Regions from separate parts of the Mus musculus genome. Here regions 2, 3, 4 and 5 are each linked to region 1. Evidence: chromatin contacts called from public promoter capture Hi-C data. All regions are on one chromosome and are shown on one strand. The core of a region is the stretch at or near the end of the contact, and the rest is flanking DNA. Distances in the headings are between cores, read along the strand shown.

Region 1 (2,506 bases), core at 3-2,502:
GGGAATGTCTGTGGGGAGAAAGGGCAAAAAAAAAAAAAAAAGAGAGAGAGAGAAAATGGAGCAGGTGCAATGGCTCAGTGGTTAAGAGCACTGACTGCTCTTCCACAGGTTATGAGTTCAAGTCCCAGCAACCACATGGTGGCTCACAACCATCTGTAATGGGTTCTGATGCCCTCTTCTGGTATGTCTGAAGACAATGACAGTGTACTCACATAATATAAAATAAATAAATCTTTAATAAAGAAAAGAAGTGAGAAAACAGGTAAACTAAGCCCCCCAGACATCCCTGAACTATGTTGCCTCAAAGTAAAATGTCTCCCCATACAATTTATTTCTATTCTTTCCCAGCTATATAGCATGAGTCAGCCAACGGCATTTTCTTCTTTCTTTCCTTCCTCTTTTTAAATTTTGTTTTAGTTTTATTTTTGAGATATATATCTCAACATATATCTGAGTGTGTGTGTGTGTGTGTGTGTGTGTGTGTGTGTGTGTAGAGCTTTAGCGCTCTTGGAACTGGATTTGTAAACTAGGTTGGCCTCGAACTCACAGAGATCCTGAGTGCTGGGACTCAAGGTCTGTGCCACCACCAACTAGCTAATGAAAGGTTATTTCTTATACTAGCTAACTGGGGGTATAACTGACAAATAATAAACTCATCTTGAAAAATAACAAAGTTTGGAGATGACCTTAGAAGGGGAAAAAAAGGAACTGACCCCTACTTGGGTAACTTCACACTCCCTTAAACTTCCTCCATTACTCTCCATCCCCTGCCCCAGGATTATTCAACACAAAGCAGCTAAAGGAACCGCCTCAGCACTTCTACGGGTTACCTCCATTTTTATGTATTTACCGGTGTGGTATGCATGCGTTTGCGTGCCAGGGCCAGTGCACACGTTGAAGTCAGAGGACAAGGCCTTTTGCCTCGAGAGAGGAAAATGACTCAGGACATCCGCCTCACTTTCGTTTTCTTTTTCTTTTTCTTTCTTTTTTTTTTTTTTTAATTATGCTGAAGTTCCAGGCTATCCCTTACACTGGCTATCAGGGCTCTCTGCAACCTTATTTTCTCAACCCCCAAATTCAAGACCTCAAACAGAGAACCTGGGAAGAGTAACTATTTAATGGATTTGGGGAAAGAATCAGCCAACTAGGGGCTTCAACTGGGAGCTGTCCAGAGAGCGGGTGTGGGAAGCTGGCATATCTCCAGTAGGAGTAGAAAGCCGGGGGAAGGCGTGTCAAACTGGCCGCGGCTTCCGGAGCAGAACTCTGGACAGAAATAGCTGTCGGACAGGTTGGTTTTGAGGACTCTGCTGGAGCATTGCTGCGTTGGCCCAAATTTGACTTTAGGCGGGAACCGCGGCTGGTGCGGAGTTCCTCCGAGAGGCGAGAGCTTTAAGGTTGCACCAAGGGAGGGGACTCAGGACACCGGGGACCTGCTCCGACCTGGCGTGCATTGTCAACGAGGCAGAAGACCGCGGTCCGGGAGCGGCGGGAGACTGATGATCCTACAGGAACTGAGCGCAGGATAGACCGGACGAGCGCCCCTCGGAGATCACGTAGAATCCAGTGAGCTGTAGCGCGGCAGGAGGAAGCAGGAGAATCCCAGAATCACAGATTGGACTTCCTGGAACTTAGGGTGAGTTGGTTTCGATTCCCTAACTAAATTGGGCTGTTATTCTGCTGAGATCTCTGCTGACCTTTTTTTGCCCAAGGAGGATGGAGATCGAGGAATGGCATTCGAGGAAAGGCAAAAGGTGGGGACTGGGGACCCGCCCCGAGGTGCCCAAGTCGTAGAGTAGATGGGTAGTCAGTAGGACAATTAATTTCCAGCACAGACGATTACGGGGGTTTGGGGTAGGGGTGGGGGAAGCGGGGACTCAGGACAGGGTTTCTCTGGGTGGCTCAGGCTGCACTGGAACTTGGAACTTGTTCCGTAGACCAGGCCGGACATGATCTCAGAGATCTGCCTGCCTCTTGATTGCCAAGTGCTGAGACTAAGGGCATGTATGCTCCACCATTACTCAGCGGGATTCCAGTTCTTAACTATGAACGCCCTCTTCCTTTTCTGGGGCCCATTTCACGAATAATCTAACGTAAAGTTTTTTTTTTAAAGGGCATCTGATTTTTTTTAGACTATTTATTTATTTGTTTATCGAAACAGGATCTCACTGTGTAGCTCTGGCTGGCCTGGAACTCACTGTATAGTCCAGGCTGGGGGGGGGGGGGAGGATATGAGTAATTAATATATTTAGTAGTGCTTCCAGATTTTTCTCCTTTGCTCTCAGACATCCAAGAAAGAGCCTTGACGACTTGGGCTCACCATCTGGGAATGGCTGGGCCCCGAGATCCATTGATTTTTCTCTAAGAGCGTCCTGACAGGCTAGAGAGATGGCTCAGCCATTAAAGAGTACTCTGACATTAATGCCTGTGCCTCCTGCCCAGGAATCCTGGGGACAAGGAAAACTAATTACTCACATGCTTGATTTCAGTTTGGCTGCTTTTTCACTTT
Region 2 (2,506 bases), core at 4-2,503, 650 kb before region 1:
GATTCCTGTGTGGCGCCGTCCATCTGGCCACTGCAGTCCAACCTCCACAAGAGAGAAGAACTAAAGAAGTTCTTTTTATTCCTCGTTACCAAATAAATCATTTCTCTCTTTACCCATGCAGTGTTACTTTTTCTCCCCCGGGCTGCTGGTCTGATGAGTGGTCTAATTAGAGCTCTGTCATTGTATTCTTTTTAAGATTTATTTTTATTATCAATTGTGTGTGTGTGTGTGTGTGTGTGTGTGTGCATTTAGAGTGCAGGTGCCCTGAGGCCAGAGATGTTGGGTCCCTTAGAGCCAGAGTTACAGGCACTGTAAGCTGCCCAGCACGGAGGCTGAAAAACGAAGGTCAGCCCCATGGGAGCAGGGTGTGCTCTTAACTCCTAAGCCAACTTCTCGGCCCCACCTGCAGTCAGAATCTCTAATAAATGTATATTAATGTCTGTCTATTCAGTATGAGCCATTGTGCTGAAATACTGGAAACAACCAGAGAACAAAAGTCAAGTCACTTCTTCCATAAAAATCCCTTTTATTTTCTTTAGGGCTTGAGTGCAGAGTTGAGGGAGAACCAGACCAGATCCAGTGCAGGTTCCTTTTGGCTGGAGGCAGACTTAGACTGCAGTACAGGAGACATGGCTCAGTGCTGCAAGGGATTGATGCTCTTACAGAGGACCAGGCTTCAGTACCCAGCACCCGTGTGTCAGGCAGCTTGCAACCGTGATCCAGTTCCCAATACCCTTTTCTAGCTGCCTTGGGCATTTGCATGCACATATGTGCACAAATTGACAATTGATACAGGCACACGCACATAAATCTTTTAAAATATATACATGCATATATGTCCATAAGACTGTATTTGAAGAGCCGGGCAGTGGTGGCTCATGCCTTTAATCCCAGCACTCCGGAGGCAGAGGCAGGTGGATTTCTGAGTTCGAGGCCAGCCTGGTCTACAGAGTAAGTTCCAGGACAGCCAGGGCTACACAGAGAAACCCTGTCTCGAAAAAAAAAAAAAAAAAAAAAGAAACGATTTGAAGAATAACAATGGGTTATGAGAGAAATGAGTGAGGGCCAGGTCATCCAAGCCCATGACTGAGGTGAGAAACTGTCAGAGGATCTGCTTATAGTTCTGTTCAAAATTTTGATGAGATGCGAGCTAAGTCGGTCTTTGCTGCGGAGGCGGCTTCCTCCCCTTTGCACCGTTCCCACAGACTACAAAGACCAGCGTGCTTTGCGGGCAGAGCTTGACCGGAGCGGCCCTCTAGGGCGTCACTTCCGCTGCGCAACCTGGTTAAACGAGCGTGGCGGTAGAGGGGCATCGCGTGGAGGTTGCGGCGCGTGGATAATAGGGTGTGAGGGACTCCGGATCGGCGTCTCGGGGTTAGCTCTACACAGTTGGCCGAGGGGAGGGCGGTGGGGGGAGACTGTGAGGACCTGTGTCCACTGCTCCCACGGGGAGGGGTCTCAGCCCTGCTAGGCTCTCCAGCCCTGCGGTAGGAAGGGTGGGAAAAGAAGTGTTTGTTTGTTTTTTCAACCTTTGCACTGTTATTTTTAGCCAAAGCAATACCTGTTGTGAGCTGCTTCGTATGAAGGAGCCCTGGGGTTGTAGAGATGAATTACAGCGGACCCAAAATATCGAAACGTTCGACAACTGCGTGAATGACGTGATGTAGTTTGGACCGCTTCGTCCCCTTGTTTTGTAGTTCTAATGTGTACCTCGAATTTAATGGCAGATGGCTACCTTCATAAAATAAACTTCTGTGATGCCTATCAGGAACTAACAGGATTCTGGGATTCCTTCTAGAAATACAAGACTTCTCTGCGTTAGACTTGAAAGTTACAATCTCTGTCAGCCCCTGCCAGAATAGTCATTACCATTTACTGCAAAATGTGCCTGCATTTTGCAGAAGTCTTAGAAATACCTTGCCAAAACATCGCATCAGAGCTCAGAAAAAAAACAAACTAACAAAAAAAACAATTCTGTTGTTTATTCTACAAATGCTCTGCCATCTCTAGCCATCGCGTGAGCTCATCTACGGAGCTTTTTATATAATCGACTGAAGTCGAGCTATATCCAGTGAGCGCTAACAGCCAAGAGTGAGAGAATTTCTTCTGCCAACTGTAGGCCTCTTTCAGATCTGATCTGCATAATGTTCTGTTAGGTTGTATGGAAGTGGCTTGGTGTGCCCGTTACATTGCTTCTCTTCTGCCACCAATACAAATTTCCCAGATCACCAAATGTTGTATCTTCTGAATGCTAATCACAGTATATAGACATTTGCCTTTTTAAGTATTTATAAGAGATGTTAAATACTAGCTAGGTGGCACGTGCCTTTAATCCTAGCACAAAGGAGGCAGAGGCAGGTGATCTCTGTGCGTTCCAGGGCACCCAGGTCTACAGAGCAAGTCCTAGGACAGCCAGGACTGTTACACAGAAAAGCCCTGTCTAGAAAAAAAAATGTTAAATACTATTAGTCATGTTTTAACAGATGTGAAAACTAATTACCCAGGA
Region 3 (2,506 bases), core at 5-2,504, 570 kb before region 1:
TAAATTCTAAAAGTGTCTCCTGGAGAAAATATGTAAATCTCACGAGCCTCGATTAAACTTATTTAATGTTATGGAAACAGGGTCTTGGAATGTAACCCAGGGTGGTCTTACACTTCAGGTAATCCTTCTGCCTCAGTTTCTCAAGTGCTGGAATTAATTACAGGAATGATTCACCAAACCTGACTTTAAATTTTTGTTTTACTTTTCAAAACAGGGTTTCTCTGTAGCCCTGGTTGTCCTGGCACTCACTCTGTAGACCAGGCTGACCTCGAACTCAGAGACCCACTTTCACATCCCGTGTGCTGGAATTAAAGGCCTGTGCTGCTACCACCCAGCTCTGAAGAAAGTAACCGCCATCTAACTTTACCCAGAAGTTAGTAGACAGCATTCTCTTAGAATGCAGCTATTTATTTATTTATTTGTTTATTTATTTTTGTGCTCATTGTAGCTTCCCCGCCCCCTGTGGTAAATACCACTTCTTTGAAAGTTATATATAAATCTTCATTGTTGGTTTATTTCCTTAAGATAGATTCAGAAAGAAGTTACTAGCTCAGAAAACTCATGGTCATGGTTAAGGATCCTAATTTTATCTTGCCAAGCCGCAAGCCCGGAAAGGCTCCCAGAAGGGACTTGAACCCCCACCACGGATTTACAAATCTCCCACAAAGCCCTGCCTTCTGCATATGCTTGGGCTCTGCCCTATTACTTGTTAAGAGGAGAAATCTCTTTTCTGCGATGTGTCCAGTGTTTATCTGGACCTGCACCTCTGGGTAGAGGCGTGTACCCGAAGGGGATGGCAGCTGCAAAAACTACCTGTTCCCTCGGCCCCTCCCGACTCCGCTGTTGTTTAGGAGGCATCCTGGTCCCCCTGGCATCAAGGTGTCTGTTTGGATAGTTGCAAAGATGCCACCCTCAGAGGAGGGGGCAAGATAAAGATTCAATTTCCTGCACAAGGGCCTTTTGTCCTCTGGAAGCTTCTTCCCTCGGGACAGATATTTTCGGTCCATTAGTGGGGCCGAGCGGTGGCTCTGCCAGCAGGCTTGATGATCCATCCACCCCACCCCGTGGGGGGCGGTCAGTGTTCCGGGAGCCCACCTGTGTCCTCCACCTTCCTGCCCTCGCCCCCCTCCCCCGCCCCCGGGCGTGGCCCACCACGGTCACGCCTGGGAAGGATAGAGGAGCCCTAGGCCAACTGGCTGCCTCCTTGCTCCGATCCCGCCCTGGCTCCCGCCGGCGGCCCCAGGCAAAGAGCCACCACCGACTGAGCGGCTCTTTGTGTGCGCCCTGGGTGCGCAGCGCAGAAGCGCAGCGGGCAGCGCAGGTAGAGCGGGGCCGGGACGGGGGAGGGGACGGGGTGCCTGCTCCAGGGTGGGGGGCCCGGGTCTTCGTGATAACTAAGGTTAAGGATAACTAAGGACTCCTGCACCCCAACATCTCGTTCTTACTGCTCTTCCGGGATTCCTATCTGGTTTTCTCCAAGTGTTTCTTATATGTTAGTACCCCATCGGTGCCCTCTAGATTCCCGGGCCGATGTCACTGGATGTCCCTTCTTCGCTGTGGGATCGTAAGAACGGAGTCTGTCCCCGTGGATTCCCAGGGAAGAAGGACTGCTTGTGGGGTAGAAATCGGAAGGGACCAGTCCTAGGAGTCTTTGTTGAGCCTGGGGAGAGAGCGGTTCTCCTCTGGGCGGCAGGGCCAGTTCGTGGGCAAACTCCAAGCTTTCGGGTATAGATGAGTAATCAGGTCTCCAGGTGGGATGTTCCATTTCAAGGAGGGATTTGGACTGAACTGGAGACGCAGCTCTCGTAGCTCACCGGTCTGACAGCTTAGCCAGGCTTGGTGGCGAGAGTGAATTGTGTATAATGTGTGTCATAGTGACAAGTTATGGTTCGCAGGGCTCTTGGAAATGGTCAGTCCGCCAGGGGCTTCACCCCTCCTTTCCCTCTCCCATCCACTAGTAGTGCATCATTTTAAGCTTGCTCAAGAGCTTTGTCACAGAATGCTGAAGAAAAAAATTAGTTTGCAACCAGATCTAGAATTTGGGTCTAGTGGCTTGGCTTTTCGATGTTCAGTCTTGGACACAGCAGTGGGTTTTCTTGGCCGCAGTATGTGCTGTGCGCACCCCAAAAAATGTTCCTTTCTCTTTCCTCCTAATACATAGCAGGAAGGGGAAACAAATTCAATTCCCCCCACACTTCGGAAGGAGGGCTTAAGGGTTCTGGGATTTGAGGCCTGATTACTTGGTACGGTCCAGGCTGTCACTGTAGCCCAGGGTGGCCTGGCCTCCAACTCATAAATTCTGGGATTACAGGACTGTGTTGCCATGCTCTTAGCTAAATACACCAAATGCTGTCTTTTTTTTTTTTTTTTTTTTTTTTTTTTTTTTTTTTTGAGACAGGGTTTCTCTGTGTAGCCCTGGCTTTCCTGGAACTCACTTTGTAGACCAGGCTGGCCTCGAACTCAGAAATCCACCTGCCTCTGCCTTCCGAGTGCTGGGATTAAAGGC
Region 4 (2,506 bases), core at 5-2,504, 540 kb before region 1:
TACGTGCCACACTTCGCATGGGCTAAGCATATTCAAACCGGTAGATGGCGTGGTTCAGATCAAAGGTGGATTTTCCACCTCAAAGATCCAGATTATAGGTATTGCTACTTTAAATCCCTCACAGGTTTCGCCAGCCATTGCGGTTTTAGTTCATTCCAGGCGTCGTCAAGTTTACAACCAGGGAGAGCCATGGCCATATGTGTGTGGGAACCTGTGCAGGTCAAAGGACAACTTGCAGTTATGGGTTCTCTTTTACCACGTGGGCTCCTGAGATGGAACTCAGGTCACAGCTCCTAAAAGTTTCAACTTCTGTGACTTAGAGAATTTCTGGTCCTTTTTTTCTTTTTGGTTTTTCGAGACAGGGTTTCTCTGTATAGCCCTGGCTGTCCTGGAACTCACTTTGTAGACCAGGCTGGCTTCGAACTCAGAAATCCGCCTGCCTCTGTTTTGGTCCATTTAAAAAGTCTTATTTTTGCTTGTTGGTTGTTCGGAAGTTGAACCTACAGTCTTTTGTTTTGTCTTGTATTTGCTTTGGTTTTGGTTTTGACAGAGTTTCTCTATGTAGCTCTGGCTGTCCTGGAGCTTATTCAGTAGAGCAGGCTGGCCTCGAACTCAGAAAGCTGCCTGCCTCTACCTCTTGAGTGCTGAGTTTAAAGGCACGTATCACCACCGCCCAGCGAACCTATAGACTTTGACAGGCTAAGCAACTGGGGTTGGAATCTAGGGATGTGCAGCTAGGCTGGTTCTCTGTCAATACATATTCAGTCCTACAGAGAAATTTGAGTAGGCTAGTGGTCACTTAATTTTTATTTTTGGTGATGTATCCTTGTATACTATTTTAAAATGTATGTGAGTCTATGTGTATGTGAAGGTAAAAAGACAACCATGGGAGTTGGTTCTCACCTTTCACCATATGAGTCCTAGGGATGGAAGGCAAATCCTTCATGCTTGGAGGCAAACACCTCGCCTCTACCCGCTGAGCAATCTCACCGGACTTGTCCTACTTAAAGGTGGCACTAAAGAGGGCAGAGCCCAACACACCCAGATGGAGCAGAAGAAACTTGCCACTAGGGGCGCAGCATGCCGTGGGTTTCTCTAATCGAACGCAGCGCCAGGGGGCGGGAACAACCGTTACCCCGCCCCCTCCATCTGCGGCGCCCTGTGATTGGAAGGAGAAACGATTACTCTAGCAGCGCCGTTGGAGTGGGCGGGAGAAGAGGGCCGGCCAAAGGTGACGCCGTGGCTGCGGAGGTGCGGTACTCCGCGGCGCGGCGGGCGGTGGATGGCGGCGGGATGGAGCGCGAGGGGAGCGGCGGTGGCGGCGGCTCAGCCGGGCTCCTGCAGCAGATCCTCAGCCTGAAGCTCGTGCCGCGGGTGGGCAACGGGACCCTGTGCCCCAACTCCACTTCGCTCTGCTCCTTCCCAGGTACGCCCCGCCCCGCGCCTGCGCACTGCGCACCTGTCGCCTGCCTCCCAGGGCGAGGCCGAGGCAGCCCTGGAATCGCACTTGGGGCGACGGCTGTCCAGTCCTAGTGACTGCTAGTATCCTTCCTCTGAGAGCCTGTGTGCTGACGCTGTCCTCTGACTCTGTCCTACACCCACTTTCCCACCAGCCTGCTCAGACCTGTTGCGGATTCCCCCACCCGCACCTAGAAGAACTTAAGACAGAACTTCTAAATTGCTCTTAGCTCTTACCCGGGCTTCGCCGCCTTCTGCCAGGAGGGCTTTTAAAGTTACATTTACATTGTAGAACTGCTACAATTCAGAAAGTTGTGGAGAAGAGAATGATCCCCTGAGGTTATTAATAAAGGCCCTCAGGGGAGGGCATGATTGCTTTGGGTTTTTGAAGGCAAGACGACAGAGGCGGGGGTGGGGTGGGGTGTGGGGGGGTAGGGGTATTAGGACACTGCCGCAAAGAGAAACTAACCCAGTGACGTTGTAAAAGAGGATGACGGGTGGGATTGCTGACTGCAACCTTCGACCAGACACCTGTGAGTCTCATCTACTGGGCAGCGACTGCCAGGCGCCTCTCGGTGGACACCTGGGACCTGCCTGTGTAGTAGCTGACAAGGTGGCTGCCTTTTTGTTTTGTGGCAGCTGAAGATGTTAGCTTGTGATCCTGCCCACAAGAAAAGAGTCTGGGAGTTCAGATTGTTTCCAGAAGTACTAGTGTCCCACCTGACAGTGATTACAAATAAATACATATATAAATAAACAAACAAATCTGAAAGTGATTACAAATAAGTAAACACACAGACACACAGCATTCTGGCGACCTTCTCCAAAAGATGAAGGGTTCTTTCTTTCCTAGGATTCAGTGAGTCTGTTCTAACTCATTTTCTTACTTCTCTCCCAACTATTAAGGAGATTTCCAAACCTGAGAAGGCGAAACAGAGAATAACAAGTACCCATATGCTTAGTTCGGGTGGTAAAAGTCACATGTCTACTTAAAAGCTGAGGCTCATTAGGCACTTGTGAGACCATCATAGGTGGGGTTAGGTAGGCC
Region 5 (2,506 bases), core at 2-2,501, 520 kb before region 1:
TGATATTTTGACGGCTGTGAACTCTTAGGCTGATTCCCATTGCCATCCCATTGGTCAACTCCCACCAGGTTTTACCCACTCATCCAGAGCATTGGTTGGTCCTCCCGATGTCTCTGCTAAAATTTCCTATTGGTTGTTCCTACGGATTTCTCTGCTAAGATTTCCTCATCTTCCTCCTTCATGTGCTCCGAGAGTTCGATTATTCTCAGTACAGTATGCATTATATTCTCATCACAGTTTTAAAAAAATGTGTGTATATATATATATATATAAAGGCGTGCGCCACCACGCCCGGCAGAAGGTGATTTCTGAGGGACTAGGGGCATGGCTCAGTGGGTGAAGGTGCTTGCTGCACTGTACTACATACATGCCTGGTGCCTATTGAGGTCAGAACCAGGGCGGTAGTGAACCGCCATGTTGGGGATGCTAGGAACCAAACCTAGTTTTGCTGCAGAAGCAACAAGTACTGTTAACCTTTGGGCCGTCTCGCCAATCCTCACATACTCACAAATTTAACTGCTTTTCCATCCATCTTTCCCGTTGTTTCAAAAGTGTCAATCTAGCACTTTGTGTAGTGGCTTCCCTCACAGATAAGCGGATTTCCTTTTGTCTTTTAGTGATTATCGGATTGTTGATTCATTAATGCTGAACTTACTGCCAACAGTACTTGTAACTCAGGCCTGAATGTAGCTTACTTAACAGGCCGAGTTTCTCAGGAAAGAGCGTCGCAGTCTTCTTGCGCTTAGAATATTAGACAGAGTTTCGGTAGTGTTCTTGGGAGCAATTTTAGGCAGAAAAAAAAAAAAAACAAACAAAAACAAAAATGCAGGGAAAAGGCACAAAAACTGCATTAAAGAATTCGATTCTAGCGAGAGAATTGAATCAAAAAGGCAGAGCCTCAGCCTTGCTCAAAAGTTGATGGGAACTTTAGCATCTATCTATTCAGCTTTCAGTTTTTACTCGCTGAGCATATCCGGGAGCGACATTTTAATCTCTGATTTTAGAGTTAGAAAAAATATTAGCTTGTGAGCAAATTTCAAAATAAAAAGACAAGTATAAAGAGAAAGTACTATTTCCGCAGATAAGCCATTCTCCATTAAGGACGCACGGTACCGTTGAAAACTACAAGCCCCAGCATGCATCGCTTCTGAGAGGTGGGGGTCCGGAATCCCACAAGGGCCCGGTGAGTGTAGACTGACCAATCGCAGCAGCCGGAAGTGTCGTCTCTGACCACGTGGCACTGCCTGCGCATGTGCGCTCGCCTCTAGGGCGGCCCTAGCTGCTGGTCCTGTACCCCTATGGTCTCGCCCTATATCTAGCTTCGCTATTTTGGGGCAGTGGCCGCAGTCGTGTGGGTAGCAGGCCCCAAGTGACAGCAGCATGGAGGAATTCGACTCCGAAGACTTCTCCACATCGGACGAGGATGAGGACTACTTGCCGTCCGGTGAGCGATTCGGCCTGAGGCGAAAGGAGGGTGGTTTCCACGCTTCACACCTCACTCGAGACTCTCCCGGACGGTCCCCAGGGCGTGGGCCTCGTGATCGCGAGGTCCCCACGGCCCGTGGGCTCCGGAGTTCGGGTTATCAGGACCCCGGCCCTCAGGCGGCCTGGAACACGCATGTGTCGGTTCTGCATAGCTGCTGTCCTGGGCCGCCGCCCCCTCGGAGCGCGGGAACAGGCGCGTGAAGCCCGCAGGCTGAGCGTACTACCTACCTACCGGCTGGTTCTGGAAGCCGACCCGGACATTGGAGATTGTTTTTAGGGAATTGCCAGCTTCCTTCACGTCCGAAACTCAATTGTCCGCCTCTGGGTTCGGAAGGGATCGGCTTGTTAGAAAGTTGATGTGATAATGTGTTTTCCCTCTTTGCAGGAGCTACCCATCGTCCTCTTTTAAGAACTTTTTCAAAAGTTTTATTTTTAGAGATTTTATGGCACGTATATCAGTGTTTTTTCCTGAATGTCTGTCTGTCTCTGTACATCATGTGTGTGCCTAGGGCTTCTGGGACTGGAGTTACAGGTGGTTGTAGAGCTGAGTCGTCTCGCCAGCCCCTTATTATTTTTGTGTATGTATGGCGGTGCATTCAGGTGGCCAAAGAGGACAGAAGGGGGTATCGGGTCCCCAGGTGAAGGAGTTACACTCAGTTGTGAGCCGCCCGACTCTGGAACCAAAGTCAGATCCTTTGGAATGAAGCGCACACTCTTTTTTTTTTTTTTTTTTTTTTTTTTTTTTTTTTGAGACAGGGTTTCTCTATAGCCCTGGCTGTCCTGGAACTCACTTTGTAGACCAGGCTGGCCTCGAATCCACCTGCCTCTGCCTCCCAAGTGCTGGGATTAAAGGCATGCGCCACCACGCCCGGCTGAAGCGCACACTCTTAATGGCCTAGCTATCTTTTTTTTCTTGGGGTGCGGTAGAGGAGCACACTAAGAATCCAGCTTATGCGAGGTCCAGACAAATCTTTTAAACATTTATGTGTGTGAGTGTTTTGCCTACATGCACATCTATTTG

Evidence for each region. Promoter capture Hi-C pulls out the DNA fragments that hold promoters and counts their contacts. Capture Hi-C pulls out chosen DNA fragments and counts their contacts.
Region 2: a promoter capture Hi-C map of pre-B cells shows a contact between it and region 1, with 6 times the contacts expected there. The contact joins the promoter of Adat1 here to the promoter of Mlkl in region 1. A contact is called at or near these places in 5 of 39 promoter capture datasets (the C10 cell line, the HPC-7 cell line, liver and 2 more), 3 of 484 Hi-C or Micro-C datasets (B cells, LSK cells and embryonic stem cells) and 1 of 115 datasets of contacts at active chromatin or transcription factors (bone marrow-derived macrophages).
Region 3: a promoter capture Hi-C map of stem cell-derived epiblast-like cells shows a contact between it and region 1, with 2.8 times the contacts expected there. The contact joins the promoter of Chst5 here to the promoter of Mlkl in region 1. A contact is called at or near these places in 5 of 39 promoter capture datasets (the HPC-7 cell line, cranial neural crest, liver and 2 more), 1 of 15 datasets of contacts at CTCF or cohesin (large pre-B cells) and 1 of 484 Hi-C or Micro-C datasets (embryonic stem cells).
Region 4: a contact with region 1 is called in a promoter capture Hi-C map of liver, with 2.2 times the contacts expected there. The contact joins the promoter of Tmem170 here to the promoter of Mlkl in region 1. A contact is called at or near these places in 4 of 39 promoter capture datasets (the C10 cell line, cranial neural crest and neutrophils), 2 of 115 datasets of contacts at active chromatin or transcription factors (bone marrow-derived dendritic cells and large pre-B cells) and 3 of 9 other capture datasets (adipose tissue, liver and pancreatic islet).
Region 5: a contact with region 1 is called in a promoter capture Hi-C map of liver, with 2.3 times the contacts expected there. The contact joins the promoter of Cfdp1 here to the promoter of Mlkl in region 1. A contact is called at or near these places in 8 of 39 promoter capture datasets (the 3T3-L1 cell line, the C10 cell line, the HPC-7 cell line and 5 more), 1 of 484 Hi-C or Micro-C datasets (psoas muscle), 4 of 115 datasets of contacts at active chromatin or transcription factors (bone marrow-derived macrophages, large pre-B cells, microglia and 1 more) and 1 of 9 other capture datasets (liver).

Annotation. Positions count from the first base shown.
Region 1 is chr8:111,336,951-111,339,456 of GRCm38.p6, reverse strand. Mlkl (mixed lineage kinase domain-like) reads left to right here and starts at 1,252. Exons shown (of 11, transcript NM_029005.3): 1 at 1,252-1,633.
Region 2 is chr8:111,991,049-111,993,554 of GRCm38.p6, reverse strand. It overlaps Adat1 (adenosine deaminase, tRNA-specific 1), which reads left to right and starts at 1,253. Exons shown (of 10, transcript NM_013925.5): 1 at 1,253-1,374. Kars (lysyl-tRNA synthetase) reads left to right here. Exons shown (of 14, transcript NM_053092.3): 14 at 1-116.
Region 3 is chr8:111,908,947-111,911,452 of GRCm38.p6, reverse strand. It overlaps Chst5 (carbohydrate (N-acetylglucosamine 6-O) sulfotransferase 5), which reads left to right and starts at 1,254. Exons shown (of 2, transcript NM_019950.2): 1 at 1,254-1,321.
Region 4 is chr8:111,875,423-111,877,928 of GRCm38.p6, reverse strand. Tmem170 (transmembrane protein 170) reads left to right here and starts at 1,254. Exons shown (of 3, transcript NM_025781.2): 1 at 1,254-1,426. The coding sequence starts at 1,294.
Region 5 is chr8:111,853,082-111,855,587 of GRCm38.p6, reverse strand. It overlaps Cfdp1 (craniofacial development protein 1), which reads left to right and starts at 1,251. Exons shown (of 7, transcript NM_011801.2): 1 at 1,251-1,444. The coding sequence starts at 1,381.